2 separate regions of the Sus scrofa genome follow, and region 2 is linked to region 1. Evidence: chromatin contacts called from public HiChIP or PLAC-seq data. All regions are on one chromosome and are shown on one strand. The core of a region is the stretch at or near the end of the contact, and the rest is flanking DNA. Distances in the headings are between cores, read along the strand shown.

What was found. HiChIP or PLAC-seq counts read pairs in DNA pulled down with a chosen protein or histone mark.
Region 2: an H3K27ac HiChIP or PLAC-seq map of alveolar macrophages shows a contact between it and region 1. The contact joins two enhancer-like sites. A contact is called at or near these places in 2 of 2 datasets of contacts at active chromatin or transcription factors (alveolar macrophages and skeletal muscle).

What each region holds. Positions count from the first base shown.
Region 1 is chr13:179,726,302-179,731,950 of Sscrofa11.1, forward strand. No RefSeq gene overlaps it. Among named protein-coding and RNA genes, the nearest start is that of NRIP1, 190 kb to the right of the region's middle. Within about 2 kb of position 2,165, at least 1 of the 83 cell types and tissues checked has an H3K27ac peak or open chromatin away from gene starts, as enhancers often do. A contact at or near this core is called in alveolar macrophages, where this site is marked.
Region 2 is chr13:179,859,676-179,865,108 of Sscrofa11.1, forward strand. All of the region lies in intron 2 of NRIP1 (nuclear receptor-interacting protein 1), which reads right to left. Among named protein-coding and RNA genes, the nearest start is that of NRIP1, 54 kb to the right of the region's middle. Within about 2 kb of position 2,311, at least 18 of the 83 cell types and tissues checked have an H3K27ac peak or open chromatin away from gene starts, as enhancers often do. A contact at or near this core is called in alveolar macrophages, where this site is marked.

The DNA.
Region 1 (5,649 bases), core at 915-3,414:
CACCTCCATCTCCCCCACTCTCTCTTAGCTCTTGTCTTCGACAACTATGATGCCCTAAAATTCATTCTTTTGGCTCCTAAATCATCCTTCTCCTGACCACACCCCTTTACCCGTAGGAAAAAATTCAGAAACCTTGTCTTAGCAAACTCACTCAGACTTCTAGTTTGGCATAGTCAGCAAACCAGTAACATTTATAACCTAGTAGAAAAAAATAAATTTTAAATTTTTTGGAAAGTGGTAGAGACTATGTGTTTGGGGCATATATTCGGTACACAAGGAGCATGAAAAAAGGAGTAAATAATTTTTCTCAGTGATATATTAGGAAAAATTATATATTAGGAAAAGACTCATAGGCAAAATGATACTATACTCAAATCTTGAAAGAGAAAGAGAGTGAAGCAGAATACGTTTTGGAAAGCCCTGTGCTCTAGAGAAATCCAATTATTTGAATTTTCTTGTATGTTCCCTGCTCTCTCATACTTGTACCTACACATATTGCTCCTATGTCTTCTGCCTCAAATATATGACTCACTTTTCTAAACCATCTCAAATGTCACCTATCATGTGAACTCCTCTATGGTCTTCCTAAAGACTAAATCCCTTTCTTCTACCTGATCCACAGCTTGCTCATATCTCTATTCTGTGGTTATTTGCTCCCTCTTTAATTATTTGAAGATAGGAGTTATGCAGTTTTCATCTGCGCATCTTTATTTCTGGCATATAACAATCATAGGTTATTATCAGTTGACTGGTTATCATTTACAAAGTGTTTGATATATATTATCTTTAATTTTCACAAAGATCCTTAAGTGTAGACTATTATCATGCTAATAAGTGACAAAACTAAGGGTCAGAGGGCCACCTCTGCCCAACTGGATACATTTGGTAAGTTGTTAAGCCAAGGTTAATACTTAGATGTCAGTCAGTCTCCAAAGCTTATGTCCTTATAAATGAATTACAGTATTTTCTTAATGGGTCCTGAAGAAATTTCGAAAGAATAAATGGAGGAATTAATATGTGAATGGTTGAATGTATGATCTTCTGGAGTTAAAGCGATAAAAATTTAGGACAAGTCTCATACTTATCAGCTTCCTTTCTTATATGAGACATTGTCTAAACCCACAAAACTTCATTTGCAGTCTTGCTGCGTATACCCTAATCATCTGTCCTGATCTGCTTGTATCTTGAACTGTAACTACTGCATAAAAAATCAGGATTTTTTTTTTAATGAGTGCCTTCCTATCATAAGATTTCACTTGATAAAAATTATATAATGGTAGCTGAGCATTACATTTATCTGCAGATTAAAAAGCTTTTTTTGTCCAGACAGGAAAAAAACCAAATAAATAAAATGTGGTTATTTCTATAATTCATCTTTAGAAATATACTCTTACTCATTAGAGATAATGTACGTATTTTGTTATAATTCCTTCAGGTGAAGTTATACAATAAGTAGAGTGTAATATAAAAATACCCAAATAGGAAAATCTTATTTTGCAGTTATTCGATGTTTACCTTGTCTGGAAAATCTAGAAACCAGAAACTTGAGAATAAGACATAATTATCAGTTTTATGCATTTTGTACATATCTTTCATAAGCAAGTTCTGCAATTTGGTTTTTTTATTATTTTAAATTTTCTATTATAGTTGATTTACAATGTTCTATCAATGTATGCTGACAGCAAAGTGACCCAGTTATACATAAATGTACATTCTTTTTTCACATTATCCTCCATCATGTTTTTTAATTATCAGTTATTTATTGAGCATCTATTCTGTGTTCAGCCCTATACGCCAAAGAAGATTTAAGACAAAATAAGTCTTAAATAAGACAAATTAAGACAAAATAAGATTTAAGCAAAATAAGTCACACCACTTGCCCTAAGGACACAACACAGTTAAAAAAAAAAAAAATCCCAAGCCCTTGGACAGAGTCTGAGAGTGGACAATATGCTAAGAATTCAGGGCAGGTAGAGATACCTATGACCTGAGGTGACCATAATTGATAGAGAAATGTGTAAGAAAGTGACTTAGAGTATTTTCTCCAAAGAGAGTAGATGTTGCTAAAAACCAACTTGGATAAAGCCCCAGAATCACATGTGTTCACTGGGATGCACAGAAGAGTTGCTATTTCTGATTTCTCTGACTCCTGGGAACCCCTTCCCATGATTCAGAGAGGGTTGATTATGAAACAAATATACTCATAGTTCAAGGTCACAGGGCAAGCATGATCATCACTATAAGGGGAATTCCTTGAGAAAAAGCCACAGTTCAATCTCTCCATGACAGAACCAGCAGAGCTCTGTGTGCTTGAGACTCTTTTTAATTCCAACTATCTGAGCCACAATCAATAGCGGGAGCACAAGGGGCTTGTGGCTGGACTGGTTTATGTGACAGGTCACACATTAGATACCTAATTGATGTGGCTTCTTGGGATGTTGCGATGCCATTGACACATGCCACTTCCTGTTACTACTAGGCTTAATGGTTCATCTTTTGATTTCTGCCTCACTCCCAGCACAACAATTTTTATAGTTTATAACCTTATAAAGTTGAGACTAGTTGAACCTGCTAAGTAGCTCATTTAAGATCCTCAAACCCCCATGTTAATGAACAATGATGTTCTGCTATTAGCTTCCAGTAGCTTCTTCATTACTCAGTATATACTAGGTTATTCTGTAGTAACACATAAACCCCTAAATCCAAGGATATGGTAAGTTACGTGTCCCCAATGATATCCATATTCTAATCCCCAGAACCTGTAAATGTGGCCTTGTATGCAAAAGAGATTTTGCAGATTGAGTTAAAATTTTTGAGATAGTGAAATTACACAGGATTATCTGGATGGGACTAATGTATTCACAAGGGTTCCTTAAAATAAGTGAAGGCAGGAGGCTCAGAGTCAAAGAAGAGAATGGGAAGATGGAAACAGAAAAGAGAGAGATAAAAAGAGAGAGAGAGACAGACAGAAACAGAGACGGATTTGAAGATGCCATGCTGATAACTTTGAAGATGAAGGACCCACAAGGCAAGGAATGTAGGCACCTTCTAGAATCTCGAAAAGACAAGGACACATATTTTCCCCAAAAGCCTCTAGTAGGAATGCAGCCTTGACAAAACTGTGATTTTAGGACTGCTGACCTCTGGAAGTGTAAGATAATAAATTTGTATTGCTTTAAGACACTTAGTTTGAGGTAATTTGTTATCGATGCAATAGAAAAGTCAGACAAAGGGTCTTAATATTTTTAAAAAGTTATCAGTTCAGGCACCCTGCACATCCTTCAATGGGTAGTGCAGGGGCTTTTGTTTATTTCCTCAGTCAAGGATTCAGGTTGCTGGAGACTTCACCATTTGAAAGTCATCAGTTGCCTCAGCAAGGGGGAAGAGAGTGAAAATTTCAGACCCATTCTTTTACACTTTGGTCTAGAAAGTAACACATGGCACTTCTGTTTATGTTCCTTTGGCCAGAAAAACATATGATCCTACCTAACTGAAAATTAGTTGGGAAATGTAACCTTTCATGAGCCTGGAGGGAAAGAATTGGTCACTGCTGGGCACTAGGAAAGTCTGCCTCTGCCTTACATGAGGGAGTTGATGAAAATCCTGGTCAATAACAGTGAAGAGAAATTTTTCTGACCTGAGCCAATCTAGAGTCTACTCTTTCCTAGTTCAGAGTCTGCTCTTCTGTGACAGTTTGTGTTGGGATAACCAGCACCTTATATCATCAGAACCTGTATTGCTAATTACAGAGAATTCCCAATATCTGAAATTGTTCACATGTCGATGTTACATTAAAAAAAAAAACTTTATTAACTCTCTGTAGCTCTAGCTATTGCAAAGCTATGCACAACTGAGAATCTGAGAAATTTATTTCTCCATATTGTATGAAATACCAGCTGCAAGGGCAAATCGTGCTGGGCATGGCACCTATTTATTAGTGGTACTTTCTGTATATGTATTTGACCTACGTTGGAGCAAAGCAATAAAATATAACCCATTCTTTCCTTTCATAGAAGAGAACAACTCACAGGTAGAATGAATCCTGAAAACAGAACCCTCGTGCAATACTGAACACCTCACATTTTCACTGATGCCGCTAGAGTTCTCTAGAACTGAATGCTTAATTACTTCATGCAAATTTTAGGTATATTATGTTCTTAATTGGTTGTGATATTAAATACGCATGATTAAGTGTCATATATAAGAAAAACCATACACACACACACACACACACACACACACACACACATGAAAGGGAGGCAACATAAGACAGTAACAGCTGGGTCACTCTATGATCAGCATTCTTCTAAGAAGCCTCTTAATAATCCCTCCCTTTTGTATAATTTCACATCTTTGTGTGAACTCCTCTCATTAAGTGTGGACTGGACCTAGTGACTTGCTTCCTGTGAGCAGAATATAGCAAAAGTGATGGGATATCATTTGAATGATTAGATTACAACAGCCTGGCTTTCCTCCCACTCTGCAGATTCTCTCTCTGGCTGGCTTTGGTGAAGCAAGCTCCCCTGTTGAATGATTAGATTACAACAGCCTGGCTTTCCTCCCACTCTGCAGATTCTCTCTCTGGCTGGCTTTGGTGAAGCAAGCTCCCCTGTTGAAGAGGACCATTTCTCAAGGAACAGAGGCTGGCTTCTGGCCAGTAGTTAGTGCAGAAATGAAGACCTCTGTCCAAGTCTGCAAGGAATTGAACTCTGCCAACAACCACATGATGCACCTGGGAGTTGATCCTTCCTCAGTCGAGCCTCAGGATTAGACCACAGCCACAGATGACACCATGATAGAGCCTATGCGATATGTTGAGCAGAGAGCCTAGTTAACCTGCTCATAGATTTCTCACCCACAGAAATTGTAAGATACTGGAGTCCCCATCATGGTGCAGCAGAAACGAATCCAACTAGGAACCATGAGGTTGCGGGTTCAATCCCTGGCCTCACTCAGTGGGTTAAGGAGCAGGCATTGCTGTGAGCTGTGGTGTAGGTCACAGACATGGCTCAGATCTGGTGTTGCTGTGGTTGTGGCATAGGCCGGCAGCTGTAGCTCTGATTAGACCCCTAGCATGGGAACTTCCATATGCCGTGGGTAAGACCCTAAAAAGACAAAAAGACCAAAAAAAAAGAAAAAGAAAAAAGGAAAAAAGAAATTGTAAGATACTAAGTGTGTGTTGTCTTAAGCCATTAAGTTAGATAACGTAACATGAGGCTCTTGTTTGTTGGAAGAACTCAATAATTTATAACTAGGAACAGTGACATCAATATTGTCTCGTCTGAATTTTGGTGACAGAAGAGCATAGGTCTTTAAACTTTTAGGCATATTTCTTCTTTCCTCACACTATTTTTTTCACATATTTTTCTTTGAAACCCTTTGAACTTTGTCACAGACATAAAAAATAACTTAAACTCACAGAGAGTAGGACTAGAGAAATCAACTTATTTCAGGACATAAATATAGATTTATTGTGTCCAACTAATGACACTCTAATATTGGCAGAAAGGTGCACACTCAATAAGTAAATGAAAATCAGAGTGAATTAATTCCAGTGTTATATGTTTCCAGTGCTGGTTCTTAAAGGCAAGTCAGCATCAGAAGAAATAAAAATTCATTTAGGAAATAGTAATCATCTCCTATCTCCAA
Region 2 (5,433 bases), core at 1,061-3,560, 130 kb after region 1:
CAAGAATGCCTGAGAATGGCAAGGGATCAAATCCCAGCTATTTCCGTCATTTTGTGAAATACTAAAACATTCATTCAACTCATATTAAGCAATCTCAAATTTTAAACGATAAGTGTCTACCTGAAAAACAGTCACAGAATTAATATACATTTTAAAAGACTGGAAGAAACCTTGCAGTTTCCTTTCCCACAGCAGAATCAAGCAGTGCAATGTCTATACAAATGAAATGGGTAAAAGAATAAAGTAAATATATTTCTTAATTTCCTTAACACGGTTTCAGGTGGTATGGTGGCTACCTCTTTTTTATTTTTAATGAAAATCTCCGTCCGACTCTTTGCATCATGTTATGTAGGTCCTTTAACAATATGTACTGGAAAATAATTAAAAATCATCTCTTAAACTAATTAGGTCCATAACCACCTCCCTGACTTCTCCCATTTATCTTGTGTTGAAAATCCTCCAATATTAGCTTGAATTTCATCTCTGCCTTACACGTTGCAAGCAGTGAAACAGATTAGTGCCTCAGAACACTTTATAGGGTTTCGTTATCAATCAGGTTATGTTCCCAGTGACGCTTTCAGCAAAATTATTTTATTGGAATGAACTCTCATGGGCTGAAGTAAACAAAGCTGTAGCCCACTGTTCTTGCATACTTTCCATTCATTTATTTCCTTTTTTTTGTTTGTTTGTTTTTACTTAGACTTATAGCACGTGTCATAGAAAGAGCGCGAGTTAAATATTCCTGGAGTGTCACAATATGTAATACAATAAAACAGATTACAACCCTACCTTTCTCTCACAGCAGTGGTGCCAAGCACAGGTACAACGGAGCAATCAATTTGTTCTGCAGACAGTAAGGCTTTCATGGAATACTAATGTAAAATCTCTTTTCTCTCTCCTCTGCCTTGACTCCCCAATGCCCAGGTCCCGACCAATTCAAGGAGGGGGCGGTGTGTCTTCTGCTGAGATAACCACAACTACTAATCAAGTCTACGTGTACAAGGACACAGGATTAAACCTCTACCAAGCTTGAGTTAGGGGTTTGAGAGCAGCTAAACACATGCACAGCACAGGCAAAATTAAACACACACACACACACACTCATACGCATGCACAAGCCATGAAAATACAGATGTATCTACTTCAGTGAACTAATTCATCACACTTTTTCCACTGATAGTTTTCTATCTCAGGGGCATAAAATTTTCTCCTGTTGAACTAAGGGCTTAGATCTCTAACAGTACTCAACAACAATTAATTTTCTCCAGAAAATGAGAATCATGATCATTATTCTTTGCATTAAACTGTTCACTGTTCTTAAAAAGAGGCATTTTTCTAAACTGGACTATTCAGTACCGTGTACATGGGCTACTCTTTCAAGTGTTCATATAGGGTTAATAGACTCAGCAAGGATTCTTAAGATTTTGCACTTAAAAAGGGTACTATACTAGCTCACAACCACTTCTCCAAGAAAAGCATGTGTACTCCTAATAACAAAAAGCTATCTGAAAGATTTTCATTTATCTTTTATTTTTACATTAAATACAATCCCAAGGCATTTAGAAAATATTTTCAGGTCTCAAAAATTATTTAAAAGACGTCTTGAGCACTTTATAATAATTATGATAGCATGGTGGTATTTTTGAGCTCGTAAATCCAGAGTTTGAGGTTCCTTTCAATTAAGCATTTTCACTTAGCTTATTATTTTTTTTTCAAAATATGACAAGGTATGCCAATCATTGAATAGGGTGATGACAGAAATTGTTAAATATTTTTTAACAACATACATTACCTCATTTTAATCTGCCTGCCTTAATTTTCAAGTAACTCCTGAAAAGTACTGACAGCCAAGAGACTGTAAACTAAACAATAATTACAAGCAAAATACTCTAGATGGCTGGAAAAACTTAGGAGGAGGCTTTCTAAACCAGCTCTATTTTCATGTCAACAATTGCTTTTAACCCTGCTAAAATACCTGTGTCTTATTCTGCACTCTTCCTTTTTCTTAAAAAAAAAAAAAAAAAAAATCAGCAGAACAATTAAGAAATACTAGGCCTTCCATGAAGTATTGCAATAATGTTTAACCAATACTGATGCATTTGTCCTTGACACACTGACCGTGTCATCAGGCTACTGTCATGTGATATCATGTCATTTCCCCACCTGGCTAGTGACCTTGTCCTCTAAATGACCTAAAGCTTCCCTCAAGTAGCAGGAGGCCCCTCCCCGCTGTCTCAGCAAGGTCGAATGGGTCAGCGTGTCCTCATCTATAATCCACCACCATTTGTCAGCAGGGAGGCTGGAGGAGGCAGGCTTGCTACAAGGGGAGAATGCCCAATTAGGCAGCTGTCACACAAAGCATAGGCTGCAAAATTATCCCCTGTCAAAAGAAAGAGCAGCTGCGGGTGCCAATTACAGCAACCTTTCAACCCTTTAGGTACTGGAAACTACACAGAAGTAAATGAAGAACAATTAGTGATAACAAATCGATGAATTAGGACAGTAAATTAGAAATTACTAGCAGGTGAGCGTGGGTCATACATGACATAAGGGCACAGCAGACTCCAGGCAAGGGCAGGGCTGCACAGAATCACACTACCCAGTTCCTCGCATAGAGATTTCCCCTCCAGAATTTTCTTTTTGCAAACCTAAAATCCTTTACAACAGCCATAACCTAAAAGTGTGCATACCTTTTTACTCTTCCTGGAAGACTCAAATACATTGTGTCTAGTTGGAGGAAAATCATCCAGAATATATCTAGTTAACTCTAAATTGTTTTTCTTATACAATCCATCACATTGTATCCCTTCAAACTTAGTCAACTTGTGGCCCACAAAGTCCAAGATACCAATTCAAATAATCACACTTAAAATATTATGCCCATCTTCCTAAAGCATGTGCCCTGGTTCTACTTTAGTCACACTTATAGGAAAATATCTTCATTAAGAAGGCAACAACCGAGTTCTGAGAAAACTTACATTAGTATCATAAAGCTGAAGTTTTATGACGTTATTTTATATATAAACAACTTCAAGATGTGCTTCTCTACATGATATACACAAAAAAGCATAAAGTATAAAGTTACTCTCAGATTATTCTGCTCTAATGCTAAAGAGGTGATAGGCATCAAGTCTCAAGCTTAGAAAACCAATTCACTTGGACTCTATATCCTTCTGACTACTGTCTGGTACTTAGCACTCACAGGAAACAAAGGAGAAACAAAACAAAGAAACAAGGCCCACGAAGGAGGAGTCCAATATGGCTATTGAGTGCAACGGACAAGGTTTCATTGCGCCTTGAAAAGGTCATGCATGTTCACAAGCAACTTTCTTAAAGTCCATTTTAAACTGAAATTACTTTTTGTCCCCTAAGGAAAAACACATGTGTCTTTTCACACCAATTCTTTGAAAGCTGTGAAACATGAATGCTATGCGCTATATTTTCTAAAGACTCAGGGTAAACTGATTTACTAAAATTCCAAATCACAAATGGGTCAAAGTGAGGAATAAAAGGTGAGATAATAAAGAAGCATTTTATTCATCCCTCTCCAACATATTATAAATACATCACAGCTGCCAGCAGAAAAAGTTTGTAATTCCTAGTTCCTAAATTGAGTCATTTGATAAAAATTCCAGGAGACAAATGTCGTGGGGAGGAAACTTCTCCACTTAAAGTTTATCCGAGAATTTGATTTATAAGTCATGTTTCACCCTTTAAAAAAAATGGTCATTTATAAATTTTCTTAAGTTTAGAATGCAACCTTCTAAAGCCAGACATAAGAAATTCAAAGTGAGGGCAAGTGGACAGGAACGAAGGAGTTAATTCCTTTAGAATTCAGCTTCCATCATACATGGGTGACTATCTCTTTAAATAATTTAAATCCTCTCCATCAACTACAAAGCTGTTTTGAAGCCATTTAGCTTTGTTCTTTACATGTGTTCTAATTAAGAAATGACCTTGTCATCACACACATCAGAAATCCAGGATTATTTCCTACAGCAAAAATTTTGAGCCCCCAAAAAAAGAAAAAGAGGGGAAAAAAAAAGACTTCTTCCTCAGTTCCTCACTAAAGGAAGTTGTTGGTTGGCTGAACGCTGAAGCAGTTTCACCACATAATTTTTTGTTGTTGTTGAATGTCACAGGGCGGGTTAGTGTGACCTTGAGCTGCATCAGCAGCACAGCAAGGGTCGAGATGCCTGCAGGCGCCCTTGTACTGGATTTGCAAGACAAAAACCTTCAAACTGGCTGAAGGACATCTTAAATCTCTTCAAAGGTTTTCCGAACTAATCTGGGCTGCTCTTAGCAGGATCTGTGCCAGTGTGAGAAGCAAAATTAAAAACAAGGTCTCTGACAGGATGTTGTCTCCTCTTAACCCTTCCCAAGCAGAAGAGAACAAATCACAAATATTCTGGAGAGATGGTTTCCCTAAAAGCTTTCTTTCATAACAAATTATGTAAGCGAGCAATCACCAAGGATGAGGCAGCTATTAGTCCTTAAAACTAAACCCTCCCATTGTGATTAAATAATTTGGCTCCTTTTTTTTTTTTTTTTTTCCTAGATCATGTTTTAGTGTAGCAAATATAAAACTTAAAGCTCTATTTGTTATCTTTCAGATTTGGAGCAAGTGATAGGTTAAGATTTAGGAGGTATTTCCATCAACATTAATTTCTCGAATTTTTTTTTAAAGAAAAAGCTTTCAGCTGGTAAAGTCATAAACTTTGTGCATATTGCATATAGTTACTAGAATTAAAACAGGTTAAAAATTATATCATATATTTTCTATTCCTTACTCCTAACATGATGAATACACAGGTAAGAGGAAGAAAACAAATCAGAAGAGTGAAAGTGAACATAAGTAAAACAAGATAAGGCAATCTCAGTCTTGTTGTAAGAAATTAGCCTGACATATTGTTATTGTAACATTGTAGTATTTCCAGTGCAGGCCAAAAAAGAAGGTATTATTACTGGCAGAGCATGTGAGTCTTGTCTGGAATACCCTTTAAGTTTAATTTAGTAGCTATAGCTCTTAAGAAATAATCTGGGGGAACAAATAGTTATAATAAAAATCAGTGTATTTCCATCTATGACACATTAGTTTCTCACTGGCAGATATACCTCGATTAGTTGTATAGAATATTTACTGTAGGGTATAAAATGTATTGAGGTCTAATAGATTGCAAATGATGCCCTAAAAAAAAAAAAAAGAAACAGACTGAGTTCAAGATTATGCTGAATGACAGCTGCACTTTCACTCACTTGAATTCAGATATGCTTTTACAAATGGGGTAGGAAAAGGTTAAAGTAATTCGTAGAAGTATATAACACGAGAGTGAACAGTACATGTGAATTTTCCTTTAGTCACTATGCAAAAGAAAGACAGAGTGTATGTGCTAAATGCTATGGCTGCGGTTTATAAAAAGTGCTCTGGGAACA